Regions from separate parts of the Mus musculus genome. Here regions 2, 3, 4, 5, 6 and 7 are each linked to region 1. Evidence: chromatin contacts called from public promoter capture Hi-C data. All regions are on one chromosome and are shown on one strand. Each heading gives the region's core, a stretch centred on a gene start, on an enhancer-like site or on the middle of the called end of the contact. The rest is flanking DNA. Distances are from core to core; before and after follow the strand shown. Region 1 holds the start of Fbxo17 (F-box protein 17). Region 2 holds the start of Psmd8 (proteasome (prosome, macropain) 26S subunit, non-ATPase, 8). Region 3 holds the start of Dll3 (delta like canonical Notch ligand 3). Region 4 holds the start of Ryr1 (ryanodine receptor 1, skeletal muscle). Region 5 holds the start of Med29 (mediator complex subunit 29). Region 6 overlaps Samd4b (sterile alpha motif domain containing 4B). Region 7 overlaps Ryr1 (ryanodine receptor 1, skeletal muscle).

Region 1 (2,889 bases), core at 281-2,780:
TAAGTAAGAGGCTAAGATGGTAGCTCAGTTGGTGAAGTGCTTGCTGCACAGGGATGAGTATCTTAGTCTGGCTCCCTAACACGCTTATAAAAAGCAAAGTGTGGCCACATCAGTCACCACAGCCCTGACTCAGTGAAAGACAAAAGGATCCCTGGGACTTCCAGATTGTTTGAGAGACCCTGTTCCAGAAAAATAAAGTGTATGCCTAGCAAGATGGCTCAGTATATGACGGAGCCTGCCCGACACCCGAGTTCAATCCCCAGAACCCACCGCTGAAGGAAAGATGACCTCTGACCCACACACATGCAACGACACTCCCATGCATGTGTTGCACCTACACACAATAAAAACACATAAAAAAATAAATAAGTACATAGATAAATAATGAAAAGTGATTGACAAAGACCCTGGAAAAGACTGGAGAGATGGCTCAGTGGTTAAGAGCGTTGACTGTTTTTTTTACAGAGAACCTGAGTCTGGTTTCTGCAATAGCTCACAGCCATTTGTAACTCCAAGGCTCACAGCACCCCTGCCTGCCTCTGTGGATACTGCATGCATGTGGTTCACATAGGCACAGGAAGGCAAACACTCATATACATTGTCTTGGTTAGGGTTTCTATTGCTACAATGAAACACCGTTACCAAAAAACAAGTTGGGGAGGAAAGAGCTTATTTGGCTCATACTTCCACATTGCTGTTCATTATTGAAAGAAGTCAGGACAGGAACCCAGACAGAACAGGGACCTGGAGGCAGGAGATGATGCAGAAGCAGTGGAAGGTTGCTCCTTATGGCTTGCTCAGCCTGCTTTCTTATACAACCCAGGACTACCAGTCCAGGGACAGCACCGCTCATAATGGGTTGCTCCCCCCCCCCAATCAATCACTAATTGAGAAAATGCCCTACAGCTGGATCTCATGGAGACATTTTCTTAACGGAGGCCCCTTCCTCCCCGATGACTCTTAGTTGTGTCAAGTTAACACACAAAACCACCCAGTACACACACAAAATGAAAATAAATAATACATCTAAAATAATAACAATAGCTGAGAAGTACTGTTATCTGCCTTGGAGCCTATCACTCAAGAGGCAGAGGCAGGGGGATCTTTGTGAGTTTCAGGCCAGCCTGATCTACATAGTGTTCCTGGATAGCTACATAGTGGGTGGGAGATGGGTGGTGGTGGTAGTGAATATATAAGTAAATAAATAAATTTAAGGAGTCATGGGGGGGGGGCGTCGCTGATCTTCCTGGAGGGGAAGGGTTCGCTTAAGCTGAACAGCTGAGTAGCGATTGCTGCGGAGCCCGCGTGTTGAACGGTTCTGCTAAAGACGGATTCTGCTTCCAAGAACCGATCCTGTCTCTGCTTTCATTCTCTGGTTTCAAATCTGCGGTCAGAGCCACAGCTGAGCCTTTCGCTAGGGACCAAAGAATTTACCCTGACGACGGTGTTAGGAAAAGCTGCCTGGGGCGGAAGAGTGGGGCGGGGCGGGTCTCAGGGAAGGGGGCAGGGGAGGTGCCCGGGGTGTCCACCAGGGGATTGGCAGCCACGTTTCAGGGACAGGCGGCCTAGCTCGGCGGCCCTGGGCCGGGCTCACTCAGGCTGCAACGTTGCCCGGTGGCCCCGGGATCCTGAGCATAGAAGAAGACGGTCCACTAGGACCCCAGATCACGGGGCTGACTTCCCGGACCTCGGGTTACTCTTCGACTGCCTCCAGCGCCGGGTAGGGATTGGATCTTCCCCGCCAACTCAGAGCAGGCCGCCCGGTGAGCTCCCGGACAGGTACGGACCTGGGATGGGACTCGAGGGTCGTGTCCAAACCAGCGGCTGGAGCAGTCTGGAGAATGGAGGAGTCTCTCCACTGGCTCTGTGTGCCCCTCCCCGCCCCCAACCCACCCCACCCCAGGGACGCAGTCTCCAGGAGTCTGTACATCGTTTCCCAGACTCTTCCCTTATGCAGTGCACTCTTACACTGAGCTAGCTGTACACGTGCAAGTTGCAAAGCTACAAGTCCCACTGAGAAGACTTTACATTCCGTGTGTGTGTGTGTGTGTGTGTGTGTGTGTGTGTGTGTGGTTTTTCTTTTTCTTTTCTTTTGTACCTCTGACTGGCCTTGCTATGTAGCCCAGCCTGGCCTTGTACTCAGAGATCCCCCTGCCTCTTCCTCTTCAGTACTGGGACTAAACCCGTGCGCAGCCACACCCTACTATTTTTTACTAACATTTAAGATAGCATACAAAGTAGTGGGCTTCATTTCCCACGTTTCATACATACTTTGTTTTTATGGAACTAGGTCTACCGGGTCGATGGTGGCAGGAAAAAGTGCCTGCCGCCAAGCCTCCTGGTGATTCTCAAGACTCAGAGTTAAAGGCGAGAATGGAGACCCACGTGTTGTCCTCTGACCCACACACTAACACGCATACACATCAAACACTTGCGCAACAATAACATCTTACTTTTTATTTAAAATCAAATTTAAAAAAAAAAAAGAAGAAAAGGTTCTCCCAGCACCCCCTCTCGCAGCTCTACCCATGTCCCAAATAGCCAACCGAAAAGGGGGAAAAGAAATAGCCAGCCCAGACCAACATGTAGGCCCTGGGCCGCGGCTGGATCACTCTGGCTGGCAGCCCCTTTGCAGAATGCGTGCTTCAGGGTCTCAGGCTGTTTCCTGACTTAGCTACATTGATGCATTTCAGCTGTGTTTATTCCTTTCCGTGTAACGTTTGTTCTTCTGAGTTCATTTCTTCAGTTTATTCCACTCCCTGTCTTGGAAGTATAAATAACACAAATCTGATTTTAGTGGTTTGTTTTGTTTTGTTTTGTTCTGTTTTTCGCCAGTAGCCCTGGCGGTCCTGGAACTCGTTCTGTAGACCAGGCTGGCCTCGAACTCAG
Region 2 (2,889 bases), core at 184-2,683, 460 kb after region 1:
GATTTCAAATATAGATTACTTACGTTCTCTGGACTTTTATGTTCCTACTTGGAAAAGCTTGCATGCATCCTAACCCACACAACTGCCATGAATATTAGTGGAGTCAGACCTTGTAAAGCAAACACCAAAGGGCCCAAGAACACGGAGCGTACCAATTGGATTACCTCATCTTACAAATATTAGTAACTCCACTGAGAAACACGAGGCACTTGGTGCCTGACCCAGGGGGATCATGGGGTAGGGAGACGCCCATGACCTCAATTCTTCCTGTTGCTATATTTAGCTTGTTTTAGGTTTCTCTCTTGTTTAAGACAGCATCTCCCCAGGCAGGCCAATCTAGTCTAGAACTGGAGAGCCTGGTGTGAGCCTCTCGAGTGCTAGGATTACAAGTGTGGGACATCGTGTTCAGCCATTATATGCAGGTCTGGGAAGACCTCCACCACAGTGTGCCCGAGAAGGGGTAACAAGGAATGTGGGGCATTCCTTTTCCCTCCCCCCCCAGTCCATCCCAGACACCATTCCTTAGTAAACTTGGGAACCTAACACATATTTTGTTGTTGTTTACTTATTATTATTATATATATATTTTGAGACGAAGTCTATGTAGCCCAGCCTCCTCAAACTCGCTATTGAAGACCAGACTGGCCTTCTATCCGCCTGAGTGTGTTTACAACCGAAACGTGTGCTCTTCTAGGTTCGTTTTTGGCTTCAAACTGTTCCTGTTGCCCCTCTTCACACAGGTGTTTCCTAACCTCTGCTCCCTCACAGCTTACCTGGGCTTTATTTGCCACACATTCCCTCAACGTCCCGTCACCTCAGACTTATTCTTTTCACTATCTCCCCGTTTGTCACTGATCCCACTCCTTCCTGCCTCCCTCCAAGTAACAAAGCTCGAACCATCTCATTCGATTCTGCCAGAACCAATCTTTCCATCATCACTCCCTTAACGACACCTCAGGGCCCGCTCTACCAGCCTCGATCTCCCGTCTGTCACCTTCCCCCAGGCATTAGGCATCTAGGACCCGGCGACCTCTTACCTTCAGGCGGCCCAGTTCTTCTCCACATTTACTAAGGTTCGGGTTCTTCCGGTTCCACTCGTCCTTGAGTTGCTCGTACATGCCGGCCGCTGCCTGCAGGATCCCGACCGAGGTGGCCGCGGGTCCGGAGCTCGAGACGGTGGTCGACCCGTTCACCGTAGCCGCTGTGGCCGCCATCTTCCGTGATGCGGCAAGCCGCCGACCCGACTTACGGCAGCGACGCCGGGCAATGGACTCCCGGCGGAAATGAGGCCGGGAGGTGGAGCCCAAAACTGGAGGCGGAGCTACCACTGCCAGTTTCCGCCCCCCGCGGGAGGAGCGCCGCGGCTCTCCTCGGGGTGTCTTCGCAGCCCGACCCTTAATGAACATGCCGCAGCTCCGCCTCTGCTGTCATTCAAAATGGCGAACGGAAGTCCGTTCGCTCCAACTGAAAACAATGCCCACAATGTCCCGCCCACCTGTAGTCACCATGGCCACCCTCGCTGGCTTCGGCCTGTGGAATGTCCATCTTAAGGGTACCGCCTCTACGTCAAGGGGTGGCGATGTGGAGCCATTTGGAAAACTTGTCAGGTGTCACTACATAGGCAGGCTGAGAGAGGACTAGCAGGTGAGATTTAAGATTAGGCGTTCGTGTTTATCAGAGCATCATTCTTCCACGTTTTTTTCAGACTCTTTAAAAAGATTTATTTATTCATTTTATGTATATAAGTACACTGTGGCTGTCTTCAGACACCCCAGAAGAGGGTATTTGATCCCTTTATGGATGGTTGTGAGCCACCATGTGGTTGCTGGGAATTTTAGTCAGGGCTTCTGGAAGAGCAGTCAGTGCTCTTAACCACTGAGCCATTTCTCTTATTTTCTCTTATTCCATTTTTTTCTTATTTTTGAAATTAAAATAGAATTACAGACCGAGCTTTGTGGTTCACGCTTTTAATCCCAGCACTTGGGATGCAGAGGCAGGCGGATCTCTGAGTTCCAGGCCAGCCTGGCCTACAGGCATGCGTGTGTGTGTGTGTGTGTGTGTGTGTGTGTGTGCGTGCATGTGCCCATGTTGAGGTCAGAGGACAGCTTCACAGAGTCGGCTCTCTCTTTAGATCTCATGAGGCCTGGGGATCAAACCCAGGTTGTCAGGCTTGAGAGCTCCTTTATCTGCTGTGCCATCTTGAAAATAAAAGATTCTGACATCATTCTGACAGTTAACTACAGCTGTGCTGGTACAAACCAAGCGGACGTGAGCCTTTCTGAGGACTCGGGACTGATTCTGCAAGGAGGCTTTATTAGGGTCTGAATGAGACATGAGCATTCTAGCCAACCAGAAAGTCCTGGGGAGGTGGCAGGCTGCATTCCCATGAGGAGAGGCCTAAGGGTTCATGAGGAAGAGTACAGACCAGGGACTCAGGCCACCTTTGCTCTCTTAGCTTGAACATTGTCCTCTTTGGTACCTGGTCTGGAGGGACCCTCAAAACTTCCCTCTGAGCTGTGAGAATGGAGGGTGAAGCCCCCAGAAGAGGAGGAAGATGAATAGGTCTCTGGTGCCATCATGTTGTGAATCTTCCAGCGAAATGAGACCCAGGCCTTCACTATGTGAGGCCACACGAGGCAGAACAGGATGTAGAAGACAACCAGGGCTATAAAGAAGCTGGTAGACACCTGCAAGCCCAGTACAACAGTCACAAGGGGTCGGGGTTGGGGTTGGGGTATAGTAGTAGGTGAACCCCCTGCCCACCCAGTAAGGAAGCCTTTGGCTGCCACTCACCATAACAATGAAGGAGGACCGCTTGCTGCTGAGCGGTAGCCCATGGATGTGCACTATAAAGGTGAGCTTGTAGTCACAGTATGTGCTATTGTCTAC
Region 3 (2,889 bases), core at 257-2,756, 420 kb before region 1:
GACCTCCAGAACACAGCACGGAGTCTGGAAGCCAGCTCTGGGACTGAGCTACGGAGCATTCCCAGAAGGAGCTGCCCCGGGAGCCAGGAGCATTTTGGTCTCATTCTGGATACGCCATTGTGCCAAGTGTGTTTGCACATACCTGTAATCCCAGCGCTCAGGAGGCTGAGATAGGAGGGTTTCAAATATGAGGTTAGTTTGGGGTATCTAGCAAGACCCTGTCCAAAAGGACATACTAAGGTGTTCCCATCTACAGGTGAGGAAATAAAATATGGAAAAAGTTCCCAACAATGTCTACATTTCAAATACGGGCCCTGATTCTTTTTGAGATGTGCAGGGTACAGGGATGGGGACCAGGATTCAGTAAGTGACCTGATGTCCCAACCAAAAGAACTAAGGCTGGAAACATGAGAGATTAGGTGACCTCAAGAAAGTGCTTGAGAGGAGCCCCAGGTCCAAAGAAGAGATCTAGAATAAAGACAAAGACCCCAACTCGACTTGCTATTGCACCCCATAACTCCAGCACTTGGGAGATGGGAGTGAGTGAAGACAGGAGGATCAGGAACTCACGACCAGATTTAGCTACATAGTGAACTCAGAGACAGCCAGGCTTGTCTCTAAAAATACAAAACAAAATACAAACAATAACAACAAAACAGGATGAGAAGAGGATTCACTGGGTAAAAAACACTTACTGAAAACCTTAGTCCAACCCCCTGGGTCCCACATGGTAAATAAAGGGCAGAACTGAAATTGTCCACATATCGCTGTAAAGCGTATTCGTGAGTATAACACACACACACACACACACACACACACACACACACACACACACACACACAACCACAAAAAGATGAGAAGCCCAGTTTTAAGACATCCCTGAAGAGAATAGCGGAGGGGGTCTGGGAATGTGGGTTTCGGAGAGGAGGGGGTAGTAAAGGCTCTGGGGCACGGGATGGTGTCGGGAGCTGGGGGGGGACAGAAAGAGGTGGAGGTTGGACTCACCGGCCAAGCATCGCGGAAGGGCACACGTACGAGGCCATCAGGCAGCGGCAGGGCAGCCGCTGACTCTCCGGGGTGCTCCGTATAGACCGGGACGCTCGTGCTCAGTGCTGCGCCCAGGGCGCACAGGGACTCGGTGGCCTCCTGGGAGACTCCGGGCTTCAGGCAGACCCTGAAGAAGAGGCGGCAAGGGCCTCGGGCGTTGCAGGGGGAGCGTGGGGTCCCGAGGCCTGGGCCTGGCCCGAAAGAATGAATTTGTAGCTCGAAGACACCAGCTGGCAGTGCCTGGGACAGAGAGGGCCACAAGGTTAAGGGACCTAGGTATCTGTGTGCCCCATGAAAGTCTCTAAGACCTCCAGGTCTCGGCCCAACCCCATCTGTTCCTTTCCTTTCTGTATCTGACCTGAGGAAGAAGAAAAGCCAGGATCAGCGTCTGGGAAAGCGGAGACACCTGCAGAGAGACCATTGCTTTGGGGGACAGGATGGGGAAATAGTCTCAGGAGTCGCAGCTGCTGGATGCCGGAGTCTTATATTTGAGGGGACGCTCCGCCCCTTCAGGCCAGTCTTTTAGCTACCGGCCGAGAGGGGTCCCAGGGAAAGGGATACAGTAACTCTATGTGGGCGACTTGGTGAGGTTCATCCTGAGTGTGATTGCATGCGCCAATCTGAAAGCGGCAGGGGTTAATTTCTAAGATACTGTGCGTACTGAAGTGGGAGAACGGAAATACAGGTGCATTCCTCTCTATCATGTATGTACTTATGTGAGCTCCTGTCCGCTGTGGAGGACCCTATGAACCCATGAGTGCAGTGAATGCGTCTCCAGCCGGCTGTGTGTGAGGTTGTGTTTCGGAGCCCCACAGAGGAGGCGGTGAGGAAGAATCCTGAGTTCTTTGTGTGGACCCCTGTGTGTTTGTGGAAGACCTCTCGTGTGTATGCATGTGTGTTTCCCCTTCTTAAAACAAAGCCCCCCCTCCGCGAAGCCAGTATCGCCACCAGACGCCAGGCTAGGATCCTGGTCTTGGAGGGGCCTCCCAGCTGTATGTAAATGTCGCCATCTGCCGGGCGGCCGTGCCCCTCCCCCTTGGGCCGCAGCTGGGCCTCCCATTTGGGCTCAGGAAGGTGTGAGAGGCAAACGGACAGGAAATTAGTCTTCAGTCTTCGGGCACCAGGGCCCCACTCTCCACCCCAGATGAATGGAGCTGCTCATCCCACCCCGGGGGGCGAGGAGGTGGGATTTCGCAGGATCCAGGCAAGTAAAACAATTTAGGTGCAGGTGCCCAGGCTAGTGTGCTGAAGTCAGACGGTGAGCAAGGCTGCAGAAACAGAGGAAACCCACTCCCCACCCCCAGTAAATACTAAGTTAATACTCAGAGCTAGTAATTTTAGGGAAAATATAAGTTGCTCCTATATCCACATTTGTCTTGTAGAGGGGAGACGGCTATAGTCCCACTAAATGTTTAGTCGAAAAAGAGGCGTGGGTGGGCATGGCAGACCTGTAATCCCAGCAGTGCAGAAGCAGGACAAACAAGAGAAAGAAGCCAGCCTAGACGACATAAAGCCTTTCTCAAAACCAATACAGGAAAATACCACAAAACCCTACCACACCTGGTTTTGCTTCACCACGAGGCAAGGTGGTATTTCCAGAGCTCTGAATCACAAATAAAGCAGACTTTAAGGGATTTCTGAAAGTCTTAGCTGTTTAGGACTTTGTTACGCACAGAAACAGAGCCCCTGCTAAGGCCTGGGGTGTGAGGAGGATCCTGGAGCAAACACATTGTGAACAGCAAAGGCTGAGGCCCTGGGACGATCATGCCTGCCCGACCAGCCATCCCAGGAGCTTTTCCTCTCACTGTAGACTCTGCTGGCACACACCTTCCAAAGAGGCGC
Region 4 (2,889 bases), core at 132-2,631, 410 kb after region 1:
ATAATTAGACACCTCAGGAGGCTGAGGCCCTGGGCACGGGGCCTGGTGCAGTGACTGCTCAGCAGCTGGGAGCCACAGCCATTGGCTTACTAGGGCAATGGAAAGCCATGGTGTAGGCTAAGGGGCTGGGGCTGGGGAGAGGCCCTCCTCCAGTGGCTTCACAGTCCAGCTGTCCCCATCCTTCATTACCAGCCCCAGCTGTTTGTTCCTCCCTCCCAAGAAACCGGACCCAGCCTACCAGGGTCCTATTCTGGGTCAGGAATGCTGCGTCAGCATTTCTGTGTGGACCCAGGACCTCGGGGGTGGGGGGTTGGGGGGGAGAGAGTGCAGGGTCAGCAGACCTGGCCCCAACAGAGACCATCTCCCATATCCAACCCCCATCTCAGCCCATGGGAGGATATGGTGGGAAGGACTAAGAAAAAGGCAGCCCCTCCCCCTCTTGTCCCCTCCCTGTCCCCTACCCAGAGCCCAGAAAAGAGGGCTATTCTGGGAGAGACACCTGTTGTCCCAAGTCCCATCCCTGCCCCCAGCTGGAGATCTGAGATTCAGAGAGACAGGATCAGAGGGACAGCCACACGCAGAAGGCTGAAGCCAAGGGCCAAGAGACAGAGACTCAGACATAAGATATACCAAGGAGCTGAGAAAGACTTCATCACCCAGGTACCCTCAGAGGCCATTAGCTGACATAGTTAAATCCTCCTCGCCAAAACCGAGGGGAAAAGTACATTGAAGCTCCAAGAGACCCCCAAGGAGACGGCCAAAGACTAGGAGTTGAAAAGAAAGGTGTTGTCCAGCCCACCCCAGCCCCCTTCCCAAGAATTTAAATAGGTCAGAGCCTGGAGCAAGAAGGGAATGAGGGCTGGGGTGGCGGTGGAGGACAGCTAAATTAAGCCCAAGAATTAGAACCACCTTCCTCAAGTGCCTGCTTCCAGAACGGCAGGAGGCGGGGTGCTTCCTCAATGACCCCAAATCTCTTATGTCAGGAGAGGGCGTCTGAGGATCCCACCCTCTCCTGCCCACTCGGTCCTCCTAAATCCTGCTAATTCTCCGTGGTCGAAAAGGTGATGAGAAAAAACGGAAAGACAAAGTGACCTCGGATTTCAGAGACCACCAGCAAGCAGGGAAGAGACAGAGAGACTCTCAGAAAAGTAAGCAAGAAATCACCCAAGACCTCCGGACCCAGACAAAAACGTACCGTCCGCAAAAACTGGACCTCGTCCTCGCCTTCACCTCCTCCATCACCCATGATGGCAATCCCCGGGTGTCCCGGGCTAGGGTCTGAGGATGGCGAGAGGGGGCTGCAGGCTTGGCGGGGAACCTGAGGGCGGGCTGGGGTCGGAGACCTCTAGGGAAGCCAGAGGCACCCGCGAGGGAGATGGAACTGCAGGAAGCATGCCCTGTGCGGGACACAATGAGAGAAGGTCCCCGCCCCACCGCACACCCATTGGGCAAGCATGGGACAAGCTACGCCCCTGTTCAGAACCCCGCCCACAGCACAAACTCTTGGTGGAAGGTGTTCGTTCTCTCCAGTGAACTGGGTGTCTAGAAAGTAGCTGAGTGGCCATGGTCACAGTGAGATATCATGTATATATTTGTTTGGCTGGCTCTCCCTTTACCCCTTCCTCTCTCCCTCCCCTTCCCCTCCCCCTCCGAGTGTCATGTACTTCAGAATGGCCTTAAACTCCACATGTAGTCAAGAGTGATCTTGAACCTCTGGCCCCATCTGATTTATGTAATGCCGTGGTTCAAACCCTAGATCACTTGCATGCCAGGCAAGCATTCTACCATTGGGCTACACCCTCAGCCTAGTTCCATCCCTTTCTTAATGGCTAAACTGAGCTTCACCCTTGCTGCAGAATCACACAGTTGTAGCTTGGATGCACACCACATCCCCTAACATTAAAAAAAAAATCACTTAGTACCAGACAGAGTGGTATGGCTTATCATCCAAGCTCTGAAGAGATTGAGGCAAGAGGATTGTAAATCTGGAGTTGGGACCGCATAATAAGAGCCTATCTCAGTGTCAACCAGCCAGACCCCCTGGAACTCCGGGGGACTGGACCACCAACAAAAGAATACACATGGAGGGACCCATGGCTCCGGCCGCATATGTGGCAGAGGATGGCCTTGTTGCACATCAGTGGGAGGAGTGGCACTTGGGCCTAAGGGTGTTCAATGGATGCCCCAGTATAGGAGAATGCTATGGTGGGAAGACAGGAGTGGGAGGGTGGATGGGGGAGCACCCCCATAGAAGCAAGAGGAGGGGGGATGGGATAGAGGGTTTCCGAAGGGGAGATCTGGAACAGGGAAAATTTTTGAAATGTAAATAAAGAAAAGGAAGAAAAAAAAAAAAAAGACCCTGTATCAAAACAGAGACAAAAACAGGGCTGCAGGCATGCCCTAGTCGATATAATGTTTATCTAGCTGTCACAAAGCCCCGGGTTCCATCCATAAACTGGGAGTGGCCATGTGAGTCTGTAATTCCAGCAAGCAGAAAGGATCAGAAACTCAAAGTCAACCTCAGCTCCCTAGCTGGAGGCCAGCCTGTGCTACCTGATACCCTGTCTCAAAACTGGGGGGCAGGGGCATGGGTGTGGGAGGGGGGAGAGAAAACACCAGCCTGACCTTGAACTCGCAAACATCCCAGGCCTCTGCCTCCCAGCACTGAGGTTAAACAAATGCGTCACCCCACCCCACCCTACCCCACCCCACCCCACCCCACCCCACCCCACCCCACCCCCGAGCCCCCAGCTAAAACCTGCCTTTTGAAGTAGTCCTGACTGATGTCTCTTACCCACCTGTTGCAGTTCAGGTGTGAGCTAAGATCTTTTTATTACCACTAGTTTCTCACAACCATGCTATTATTGGCATGCTTAACAGCCAGCAGAA
Region 5 (2,889 bases), core at 111-2,610, 320 kb before region 1:
CCTTCGTTCCTTTTTTTGTTTGTTTGTTTTTTGAGGCAGGGTTTTTCTGGGTAGCCCTGACTGTCCTGGAACTCACCTCAAACTCAGAAATCCGCCTGCCTCTGCCTCCCAGGTGCTGGGATTAAAGGCGTGTACCACCGCGCCCGGCCTTTCTAAAGGACTTTATTCTTATAAGAGTACACTGTAGCTGTCTTCAGACACACCAGAAGAGGGCATCAGATCTCATTACAGATGGTTATGAGCCACCATGTGGTTGCTGAGATTTGAACTCAGGACCACTAGGAAAAGCAGTTAGTGCTCTTAACTGCTGAGGCAACTCTCTAGCCCCCAATCTCCCTGTAATTTTTCAGTAACCTGCTCTCGTTTGGAATTACCACTAATAGCTTCCTGGACATACCCTTTATCTAGTCATCATGGACTGAAATGACACTTAGGCCGTACTTCTGCACGGAACTTAACCAGAACGGTTTCTCTTTTTACTCTTCTCCTCCTGCCTCCCCCACTTCCATCTAGTTTTTTGGGACAGGGTTTCTCTGTGTAGCCAAGGCTGTCTTGGAACTCAAAAGATTTACCTTCCTTTGCCTCCAGAAGGCAGGAATTAAAGGCTTGCACTACCATACACAGTTAAAATTGTCATTCATGCTGGGCATGGTAGCGCACGCCTTTAATCTCAGCACTTGGGAGGCACAGGCAGGCGGATTTCTGAGTTCGAGGCCAGCCTGGTCTACAGAGTGAGTTCCAGGACAGCCAGGGCTATACAAAGAAACCCTGTCTCGAAAAACAAAAAAAAACAAACAAACAAAAATTGTCATTCATCCTCATCTCCTTTCTCTCCACAGGGTTTCACTATGTAGACCCTGGTCGGCCTGGAACTCTATAGACCAGACTGGCCTCGAGCTCAGATCCGTCCCCCTCTGCTGTCCCAGCACGGGGATTAAGAACGCGCCACCACTACAGCTGACCGGAGCTTCACTTTGGTTAGACACAAACACAACACAGCTAGTCTGTCTTCTCTTCCCGACCTACGATCTCTCCTTCAACAAACAGCCCCTCGGCGCTCGTCCCCGGAGCCCGCCCGCCCGCCAGCCAGCCCCTCTTGCTCCCCGCGCAGGGCCCATCACCTGGAGACTCTCCTTCAGTTGCGGGATGAGCATCTTGTAGCGCTGCACAGGATCGAAGTCCTGCTGCTGCTGCTGCAGGAGCCCGCTCTGGGCAGAACCCACCAACTGGGTCGGTTGTGGCTGTTGCTGGGGACCCGGACCCCCGGCAGAACCCGGGCCTGACACACCAGACGCAGAGGAAACCGCTGCAGCCTGTGGCTGGGGCGCAGCCATTTTCCTCCGCTAGAACGCCGGAAATGCGTCATAAATGCGTCTGCTCCGGTAGCTCCTCAGCTTTTTCAGTTGGCTGACCTCCTAGTTAGCCATGCCTTACCGACAGATTAGCCAATGGGAGAAGAGGATATGCATTTTTCTCCGCCCTCCCAAATCCGAGGCCATGAGTGGAATATCTTTTCGCCAATCATAAGAGGAGTTCCCCCACGGCTCCGCCCCTTCACCCACAGCTCGCCAATCACTGTGAAGGACTGACCAAACTCTATTTCCCTGAAGGCCTTGCGGCCAGGAGCGACCTGTCTAGTCTTCTGCGTCTTGGTAGCAGTCGGAGCGGGAGCTGCAAGTCTGTGTCCGACGCTGTCTGTGCTCTTACTTCAGTCACACCCGAGCCCTTCTCGTCGGCCCACTTCATCCCCTTTCCCCGCGGAGCCCGGCGTCTACGGGAGCCTGTCCTTGGATCCGGCGTCTCTCAAAGTCGGTACGCCACTCAGCGTCCGCCTGCGGCCAGCGAGGACGCCTACCGCGCCGCCGTCGCCTGGTCGCGATGGCGCCCACCATCCAGACCCAGGCCCAGAGGGAAGATGGCCACAGGTAGGTCTCCTGTCACCTGCCGCTTCATTTTGTTTTGTGAGCTGCAAGCTGGGGACTAGGCCGAGGGGGGCTGCTTGCGACATCACTGATTCCCTCAGGTCGGCCCCCGAGGTCGCGCAGCGCTCACCCCCGATGAAGGGGCGGTCCCCCCTGGGCTCTGCGGTCGCTTCCTGGTCCCCTGCTATTCAATTTCGGAATTGCACCTTGCGGGAGGGAGTCAGACCTCAGTCTCCTTCAGTGAAGCTTCTGGATTGCTCTCCTCAGGGGATTGAGCATCTGGCTTCATGCTTTATCACCATCATCACCATCACTCCTTCAGAAATTCGGGGGCCGGCCTTTCCACTCACATGGCCAACTCTTGACATCTCTCTCTCTCTCTCTCTCTCTCTCTCTCTCTCTTCTCCCCGAAACCAGGCCCAATTCCCACCGGACCTTGCCTGAGAGGTAAGCTCCCAGCTCCGTTTTCCAGGAGGGGTGGAACACGAACAGGGGAGGCGGTTAGGGGGCCTTTTTTGTGCTTTGGAGAATCTCATAAAGTGGCCCAGACTGGTCTTTGTGCCCCAGTCTCATGGGTGCCGGGATTGCAGCCTTATGTGCCCAGCAGCACAGGCCTAGGGTTGTGTGTGTGTGTGTGTGTGTGTGTGTGTGTGTGTGTTTAAATTGTACACACCTTAGCTCTGAGTGGCAGTCTAAAGACATTTCCTTAGGCTGGACAGCAGGCACTTTCACCTGCTGAGGTATCTTGTCAGCTTGAGGCAGGGTTTGTTTGTATGTAAGTACACTGTAGCAGTCTTCAGACACCCCAGAAGAGGGCATCAGATTTCATTGCAGATGGTTGTGAGCCACCATGTGGTTGCTGGGATTTGAACTCAGGACCTTAACTGCTGAGCCATCTCTCCAGCCCGTTTGTTTTTTAAAGATTTATTATATGTGAGTACACTGTAGCTGTTTTCAGACACCCCAG
Region 6 (2,889 bases), core at 285-2,784, 310 kb before region 1:
TCAATGCACTCAAATTCTCCATTCCAATTACTCTCCTATCTTTCCGTTAACACCAATCACAAGCCAGATTCTCTTGCTTAGTTAACCAACCCCCTTTGATCTGCTGTAAAGCAGAGACCTACATACTGCATTATCATATCCTCAACAACCGCAGGGGGATGGCCCAGGAAGCTGCTTCCTTAGCACTTACAAATAAGCCAACAAAGTGTCCCTTGTTACTTTCAGGAGAAGAGGGAGCTTAAGATAGGGTGTTGCTATTGTGGCCTGGCACTTACTATACAGCCCAGGTTGACCTCAAATTCATGATCTCCTGCTTCAGTCTTTCAAGTGTTGGGATAGGTATACACCATCATTCTTAGCTAATGAACTGCTTTTTATAAACATGTCTGTGACTAGACCTCACATCTCTATTTTTTCCTGGACTGAATCCAAACTGACCCCCTAAGAGGCCTGTAACTCAGGATGAAGTCAAAACCTTTTCCCTATTTCATAGTCCACTCCATTTCTGAGATAAGCAAAGGGCTCCAAGTTGGTTCTCTAGGCAAGACAGCAAACACCCAGACGCTGCCACTGTCTTTTCCCTGACCTATCACTGCTTCAGTATTCCTTTCAGCTTCTGCCTCTGGGTCTTGCTCAAGCACCTCCTTTTGGCCCCTGAAAGCTAGGCACTCGTTCCTCTCTGTGCTGGCCAGTCTCTTGTACTGGTCTGTGGGTTTATGAAGAACAGCAACAGGGCCTAATCTAATCACTTTTGCACCTCAGGCTCAGGGCAGTATACATCACACAGAAGCCTTCCAACTGAGTTTCATAAAGAACAAATGAGTGCTAACAGGGCCTGCGAGCTCAGCACAGGGAATCCAGCAGTCCCCGTGGTAGCCTAGAGAGAAAAAGAAAAAGCCAAAAAGCCTGGTTAGGTGAGGACAAGGCCCAGGAAGCTGAATTCCTTTGCCCCAGTTCCCACAGGGAGGAGAGAAGAGCCAGAGAAAGAGTACAGGCCTTGTTCTGATGGTGAGGCTGAGGTCCCTGTCAGTGCCCAGTGACACCCTACCCAGGAGGCCACCCTGACACAAGCCCCGAAGCACCTTCCATTACTATCTGTGACAATATTGATGCTCCTAGTCAGAAAGTTCTCCAAGAGAGGATACTGACTGGCCCACTGCACACAGCCAGTGTCAGGCTCTGCTATTACCCAAGAGCCTGTTGAGTCCTCTACTCAAGGCTCCTTCCAACTTTCTAGACACTGTGGACTCTGGCTTCTGCCCCATTTGGGGCCTCTTGGAAGAAGACAGCACTCTGGGCCCCGAGGTTGGAAAACCATCAATACAGGCCTTTGTGCCTATCTTGGTGTGCTTGGCCACCTCTGTTCTACCTTCTTAGCCAAGGAGTGGGCTGGTGAGGCTGAGAGGACAGGAAATTACCCCAACTAGAATGACCATGCAGTTCCTGAGGAACCCTGCTTGGCCTGTGCTGGGGTGGAGGCTGGCCACTGACTGAGGATTATAAAAACAGGAATGTCGGCTGCAGATCCATGGCCTTGTACTCTCCAAGAAATCCTGCTCTGTCCTTGGCAGTACACCAAACTCACCCTGCCTGCCCTCCCAGGCTAATCTTTCTTCCCACTCAAAAATATTTTAATTGTTTCCTGCTTCCTGCAACTGTCTGATATCCAAATGTTTCATTTTATCCTTCAAAGCCCTAAATTGTGCCCCTAAGTTGTGAGTTCAAATCCTAATTCTACTACCTCTAAAATCAGTGCTCTTGGATAGGAGCCTGTCTCTTTGTCCATATGCAGTCCTCACTGGTTGCAAGTTAGCCTAGCATGCACTAATATGATCACTCGCACAATTTATAGACCTGTTTGCTACCCACTGACCCTCTACTGGACACCACCATGCCTTTCAATCATGCTGTGCCCTCTACATGGCATGGTCCTTTCTTTTCTCTTTTGCTCCAGAACCCTATCCAACACTGAAAGCTTTGGTCCTTCAAAGCTACTGGAGTGCCAAGGTTACAGCTCAGCGGTACAGCCTTGTCTAATATGGCCACAATTCTGAGTTCTACCCCAAGTGTTGCCAAAAGGGAAAGCAAAAACAAAAGAGTTCTGAGCCAGGGAGCACAGAGGCAGTGCAGTATACGTGTTCAGGCTCTGAGATCCAGAGCCATATTGCCTGGATTGAATTCTGACATCATCTTGGGCAGATGACTTCTAAGACTAAGCCAAGTTTTAGAGTTTACAGCTCTGAAGTCCTCAGACTAGCTCCGAGCAAAATGCTCAATATTTCCCAGTCATAATAACCATTATTAATATAGCTTCCAAAGCCAGTATAGAAGTATGGTATTCCAAAACCAGAAAACAAATCCAAGGTAATTAGGGTTGCTAGAGTTCTCTGGAAATGCCCTATCTTCCCTGGCCTACTTTAACCATAGCCTGCTGAAAGGGGCTGACTACCTAAGGCTAAATTTTGAGCATTCACCTTCAATCAGGTCATGCTATTCACTGTGTCTTACACTGCTCATCTCAGCTAACGTTTCAAAAAGGCACCTCAATACCAGCTCCTATTTCACCCAACCTCTGGGCTTAGCTGGTCAGGGCAGCACTAGTCAGAGGTAACTCTGGCCCAGACTGCTCAGGGCCAGAACTTTGCCAGTTCCACTATTTATTCTATGTGAGATCTCAACTATGTGGTTTCAGTTCATTGAGTTCTAAGTCCTCATCTGTGAAATGGGCCTAATGGTCTAGGAGGCTTAACTGAGACTGTATCTGTAACAGTGCTGCTGAAAGCACTTGGCCCTAATGCTCAGATATAACAGCTGATGCTCTGCAGTATCAAATTTACAGATATATTTCTCATGCTGGAACATAAGACCAGAGACAAAAATCCTGAGAGA
Region 7 (2,889 bases), core at 129-2,628, 310 kb after region 1:
TCATGAACACGCAAGGCCTACTGACCTGGGGCATCTCCCACTGGGCACGGTTGGTCTCTGAGATCTCAAAATAGATCCGTTCTATGCGACGCGATGCGCCCATGATTTCGATGCGGCCCAGGTAAGGCCGGAAGTACTCCAGGATGCTCTCAGCCAGCTCCAGGAAGTTGCGCAGGCGCGGGTCGTGGGGCACATGCTCTGACAGGTTGGTAAGCAGCACCGCCACGTTGAAGCCAATGTCCCGTGCTGGTTCCTGGAAGCGGTTCGCAAACTCTTCGCAGTTGATCATCTCATTCTCATCTGCTTCGGAACACGAGAGCAGGAACTGGATCTCTGGGCCAGTGAACTGCTTCTGGCTGTCCATGGCCTGTGGAGGTGGGTGGGAGAGGTGAGAGAGAGGGGGAGGGAAAGGAAGAGGGGGAGCAGGGAAGGAAAAGGGGAGGGAGGGGGGATGAGGGGGAGGAGAGAGAGGGAGTGAATTCAAGGGCCTCAGCATCAGTAACAACTACTTGCAAAAGTTTGGGTGTACTGTTCTAATCCCAGCACCTGAGAAGCAGAGGCAGCGATCTCTGTGAGTTGTTCGAGGCCAGCCGGGTTCAGGGCCAGTCTCCATGAGAGTTCCAGGCCAGCCTGGTCTACATAGTGAGTTCCAGGACAGCCAGGATGACATAGTAAGACTTTGTTTCAAGAACAATCACAACAACAACAACAACACAATAAAATCCCACAAAATAAGACAAAAGGCTCCGTTGGTCGGATGCTTGCCTCAGATGCCAGATGCGTGATGGGTTTGCAGTGCTGTATAAACAGGTGTGGAGGTCCGTGCCTCTGATCCCAAAACAGAAACGTAAAAGGCCGCCATGCTCTTGGTAAAATAATGGTATTTGTTTTGTTTTATTGTTGGTGTTGGTTTTTCCAGATAGGATTACTCTGTGTAGCCCTGGCTGCCCTGGAACTTGCTTTGTAGACCAGGCTGGCCTCAAACTCATAGAAATCCGCCTGTCTCTGCCTCTTAGTTACTGGGATTAAAGGCGTGCGCCACCGCTCCCAGGTAATAATGGTGAGTTTTTTTAAATTAAAAAATAATTTTGATCCTGCTTTTTTGAGACAGGGTTTATGTAGCCTTGGCTGCCTGGGAACCCATTATTGTAGACCAGGCCTGCATCTAACTACAGACCTGCCTCTGCCCCCTGAGTGCTGGGATCAAAGGCATTTGCCACAATGTTAGCTTCTTGTTGTTTGTTATCTTTTGTCTTGTCTTGTTTCCTTTCTTTTGCTTTTTTTTTTTTTTTTTTAAGACAAAGTGTCATGTAGGCCAGGCTGGCCTGAAACTCACTACATAGCCAAAGCTGACCTTAAATTCCAATCTTCCTGCCTCAGCCTTCTGAGTGCTGGGATTACACGCATGCAGCACCATGCCCAGTTTAGGCAATTCTGGGACCAAACCCAGGGCAAAACAAAACAAAGACAAAAAAACCACCAAAAACCAAAACAAAATTTCAAGAGGCAATTCAATTCTGACTTTAGCTATGCAACAGTCCTCAGCCTTCTGTTTATACTGAAAGATGCTGGTCATATTTTACTAGGTGGGCTTCCAGCTTGACTTACAGATGGGCTGCAGAATGCAGACAGAGAGATGCAGCTCTGGGGTATAAACAGAAGCGAAATTTCCTGGCTCCGGGCTGTCCTTTGTGAAAAGCCAAGGGCTTTGCAAAATGCTTTCTAAATGAGTAACAGGCTTTGCAAATCATGAAAGGCTCTAAAACCACAGAGCAAGGGGACTCAGTCACACAGGAACTTCTCATCATGCACCCTGCCGCATCCTCCGTCCCGTGATGAGTGGCACCTGCCTCACACAGGGCCCCAGGGATCATCATACACATGTGCCTTCTTTTGTAACACCTTCTCTGGCCACTGTTAGTCAACCTGCTTCGCAGGAGTCACCTTCACATCCAGACCTGGAACGGCTGGAGTGGGGTGGGGTGGGCGGGTCTGAGAGCTGCATCTTTTTTTGCTTTCCACCTCCCATGAGATAACACTGGGATCTCAGGCTCCAATGTCACGGTGCACATATGATTGCCAGGTGTCCCATCTGGGCTCTGACCACATTCCAGAATCTTGACCCATGTGACATTTGATACATTTTGTCTTTACTATGTATGTAGCCTCGGCTAGCCTGCAACTTTTTATCCAGGCTGGCCCTGGATTCTTGACAACCCTCTTGTTTCTACCTCCAGAGTGCTGGGATTACAGGCATGGAGGATCACATTTGAATCCAGAAGTGAACTTTAGAAGGCAAACTGCCCCAGCTCCCCAGCCTTATGCATTTCAAAAGTGGCAGCCCCCATCCACCCAACATGCCTAAGTTAAAATCTCTGAGTCATATCTGCTTGCTGTCTCTTGTCTTATTGCCCACATCAGATTCCTCAGCAGAACTCTCAGCTCTGCTTTCAGAACAGATGCAGGGCCCATTCGTGTCTTCTCTCTCCCTGTGGTCCCGCGTCCTCTGTCTCCCACCATCACAGGGGACTCCCCGAGGCACCCCTATCTCTACGCAAAGTGGGAGGGACTCTGAAAAAACCTGCTCCAGGTCTGAGCCCTCTGCTCAGAACCTCCCTTGACTGCGTACCATACACATTAAATGCCAAAGCCCACTCGCTGTCCCTAGGCCCCGCCATCTGCCCCCAGGTCCTGCCAGCCACCCCGAGGCCCCACCAGCCTGCCACTCCCCTCCGAGACTCTGCCTCTTCCTTTCCCCCCGGGCCACCTCTGTAACCTCACTGCGTTTCTGCCTGCCTGCCTGCCCATTTTCCAGTCTTTACTTGCTGTCCGTTTGCCAGGGACACTACTCTCTCGTCCACCTTCATGTGGCGCTCCTCAAATCTCAAC

Evidence for each region. Promoter capture Hi-C pulls out the DNA fragments that hold promoters and counts their contacts.
Region 2: a contact with region 1 is called in a promoter capture Hi-C map of liver, with 2.1 times the contacts expected there. The contact joins the promoter of Psmd8 here to the promoter of Fbxo17 in region 1.
Region 3: a promoter capture Hi-C map of pre-B cells shows a contact between it and region 1, with 2.4 times the contacts expected there. The contact joins the promoter of Dll3 here to the promoter of Fbxo17 in region 1. A contact is called at or near these places in 3 of 39 promoter capture datasets (liver and pre-B cells) and 1 of 115 datasets of contacts at active chromatin or transcription factors (large pre-B cells).
Region 4: a promoter capture Hi-C map of liver shows a contact between it and region 1, with 3 times the contacts expected there. The contact joins the promoter of Ryr1 here to the promoter of Fbxo17 in region 1. A contact is called at or near these places in 2 of 39 promoter capture datasets (liver and pre-B cells) and 1 of 9 other capture datasets (pancreatic islet).
Region 5: a promoter capture Hi-C map of the HPC-7 cell line shows a contact between it and region 1. The contact joins the promoter of Med29 here to the promoter of Fbxo17 in region 1. A contact is called at or near these places in 21 of 39 promoter capture datasets (the 3T3-L1 cell line, 3T3-L1-derived adipocytes, the C10 cell line and 11 more), 2 of 15 datasets of contacts at CTCF or cohesin (large pre-B cells and pro-B cells), 11 of 484 Hi-C or Micro-C datasets (B cells, the C10 cell line, the G1E-ER4 cell line and 5 more), 19 of 115 datasets of contacts at active chromatin or transcription factors (acute myeloid leukemia, bone marrow-derived dendritic cells, bone marrow-derived macrophages and 12 more) and 3 of 9 other capture datasets (embryonic stem cells, liver and pancreatic islet).
Region 6: a promoter capture Hi-C map of the C10 cell line shows a contact between it and region 1. The contact joins the enhancer-like site here to the promoter of Fbxo17 in region 1. A contact is called at or near these places in 21 of 39 promoter capture datasets (the 3T3-L1 cell line, 3T3-L1-derived adipocytes, the C10 cell line and 13 more), 5 of 15 datasets of contacts at CTCF or cohesin (CD8 T cells, the NIH/3T3 cell line, embryonic stem cells and 2 more), 5 of 484 Hi-C or Micro-C datasets (B cells, the G1E-ER4 cell line, embryonic stem cells and 1 more), 10 of 115 datasets of contacts at active chromatin or transcription factors (the NIH/3T3 cell line, bone marrow-derived macrophages, craniofacial prominence and 6 more) and 3 of 9 other capture datasets (adipose tissue, liver and pancreatic islet).
Region 7: a promoter capture Hi-C map of neutrophils shows a contact between it and region 1, with 4 times the contacts expected there. The contact joins the enhancer-like site here to the promoter of Fbxo17 in region 1. A contact is called at or near these places in 9 of 39 promoter capture datasets (the 3T3-L1 cell line, the C10 cell line, hippocampal neurons and 4 more) and 1 of 15 datasets of contacts at CTCF or cohesin (the NIH/3T3 cell line).

Annotation. Positions count from the first base shown.
Region 1 is chr7:28,715,260-28,718,148 of GRCm38.p6, forward strand. Fbxo17 (F-box protein 17) reads left to right here and starts at 1,531. Exons shown (of 7, transcript NM_015796.2): 1 at 1,531-1,779.
Region 2 is chr7:29,179,240-29,182,128 of GRCm38.p6, forward strand. Psmd8 (proteasome (prosome, macropain) 26S subunit, non-ATPase, 8) reads right to left here and starts at 1,434. Exons shown (of 7, transcript NM_026545.3): 1 at 1,038-1,434. The coding sequence starts at 1,406. It overlaps Catsperg1 (cation channel sperm associated auxiliary subunit gamma 1), which reads right to left. Exons shown (of 28, transcript NM_001368407.1): 27 at 2,794-2,889; 28 at 2,293-2,687. The coding sequence ends at 2,433.
Region 3 is chr7:28,300,279-28,303,167 of GRCm38.p6, forward strand. It overlaps Dll3 (delta like canonical Notch ligand 3), which reads right to left and starts at 1,507. Exons shown (of 9, transcript NM_007866.2): 1 at 1,406-1,507; 2 at 1,006-1,287. The coding sequence starts at 1,468.
Region 4 is chr7:29,123,770-29,126,658 of GRCm38.p6, forward strand. Ryr1 (ryanodine receptor 1, skeletal muscle) reads right to left here and starts at 1,382. Exons shown (of 106, transcript NM_009109.2): 1 at 1,196-1,382. The coding sequence starts at 1,246.
Region 5 is chr7:28,391,330-28,394,218 of GRCm38.p6, forward strand. Med29 (mediator complex subunit 29) reads right to left here and starts at 1,361. Exons shown (of 4, transcript NM_026042.3): 1 at 1,122-1,361. The coding sequence starts at 1,334. It overlaps Paf1 (Paf1, RNA polymerase II complex component), which reads left to right and starts at 1,667. Exons shown (of 14, transcript NM_019458.3): 1 at 1,667-1,925; 2 at 2,340-2,369. The coding sequence starts at 1,879.
Region 6 is chr7:28,409,812-28,412,700 of GRCm38.p6, forward strand. All of the region lies in intron 3 of Samd4b (sterile alpha motif domain containing 4B), which reads right to left. Among named protein-coding and RNA genes, the nearest start is that of Paf1, 18 kb to the left of the region's middle. Within about 2 kb of position 1,535, at least 64 of the 459 cell types and tissues checked have an H3K27ac peak or open chromatin away from gene starts, as enhancers often do. A contact at or near this core is called in 3T3-L1-derived adipocytes and adipose tissue, where this site is marked.
Region 7 is chr7:29,023,978-29,026,866 of GRCm38.p6, forward strand. It overlaps Ryr1 (ryanodine receptor 1, skeletal muscle), which reads right to left. Exons shown (of 106, transcript NM_009109.2): 90 at 26-367. Among named protein-coding and RNA genes, the nearest start is that of Gm38979, 4.2 kb to the right of the region's middle. Within about 2 kb of position 1,379, at least 70 of the 459 cell types and tissues checked have an H3K27ac peak or open chromatin away from gene starts, as enhancers often do. A contact at or near this core is called in the NIH/3T3 cell line, neutrophils and pre-B cells, where this site is marked.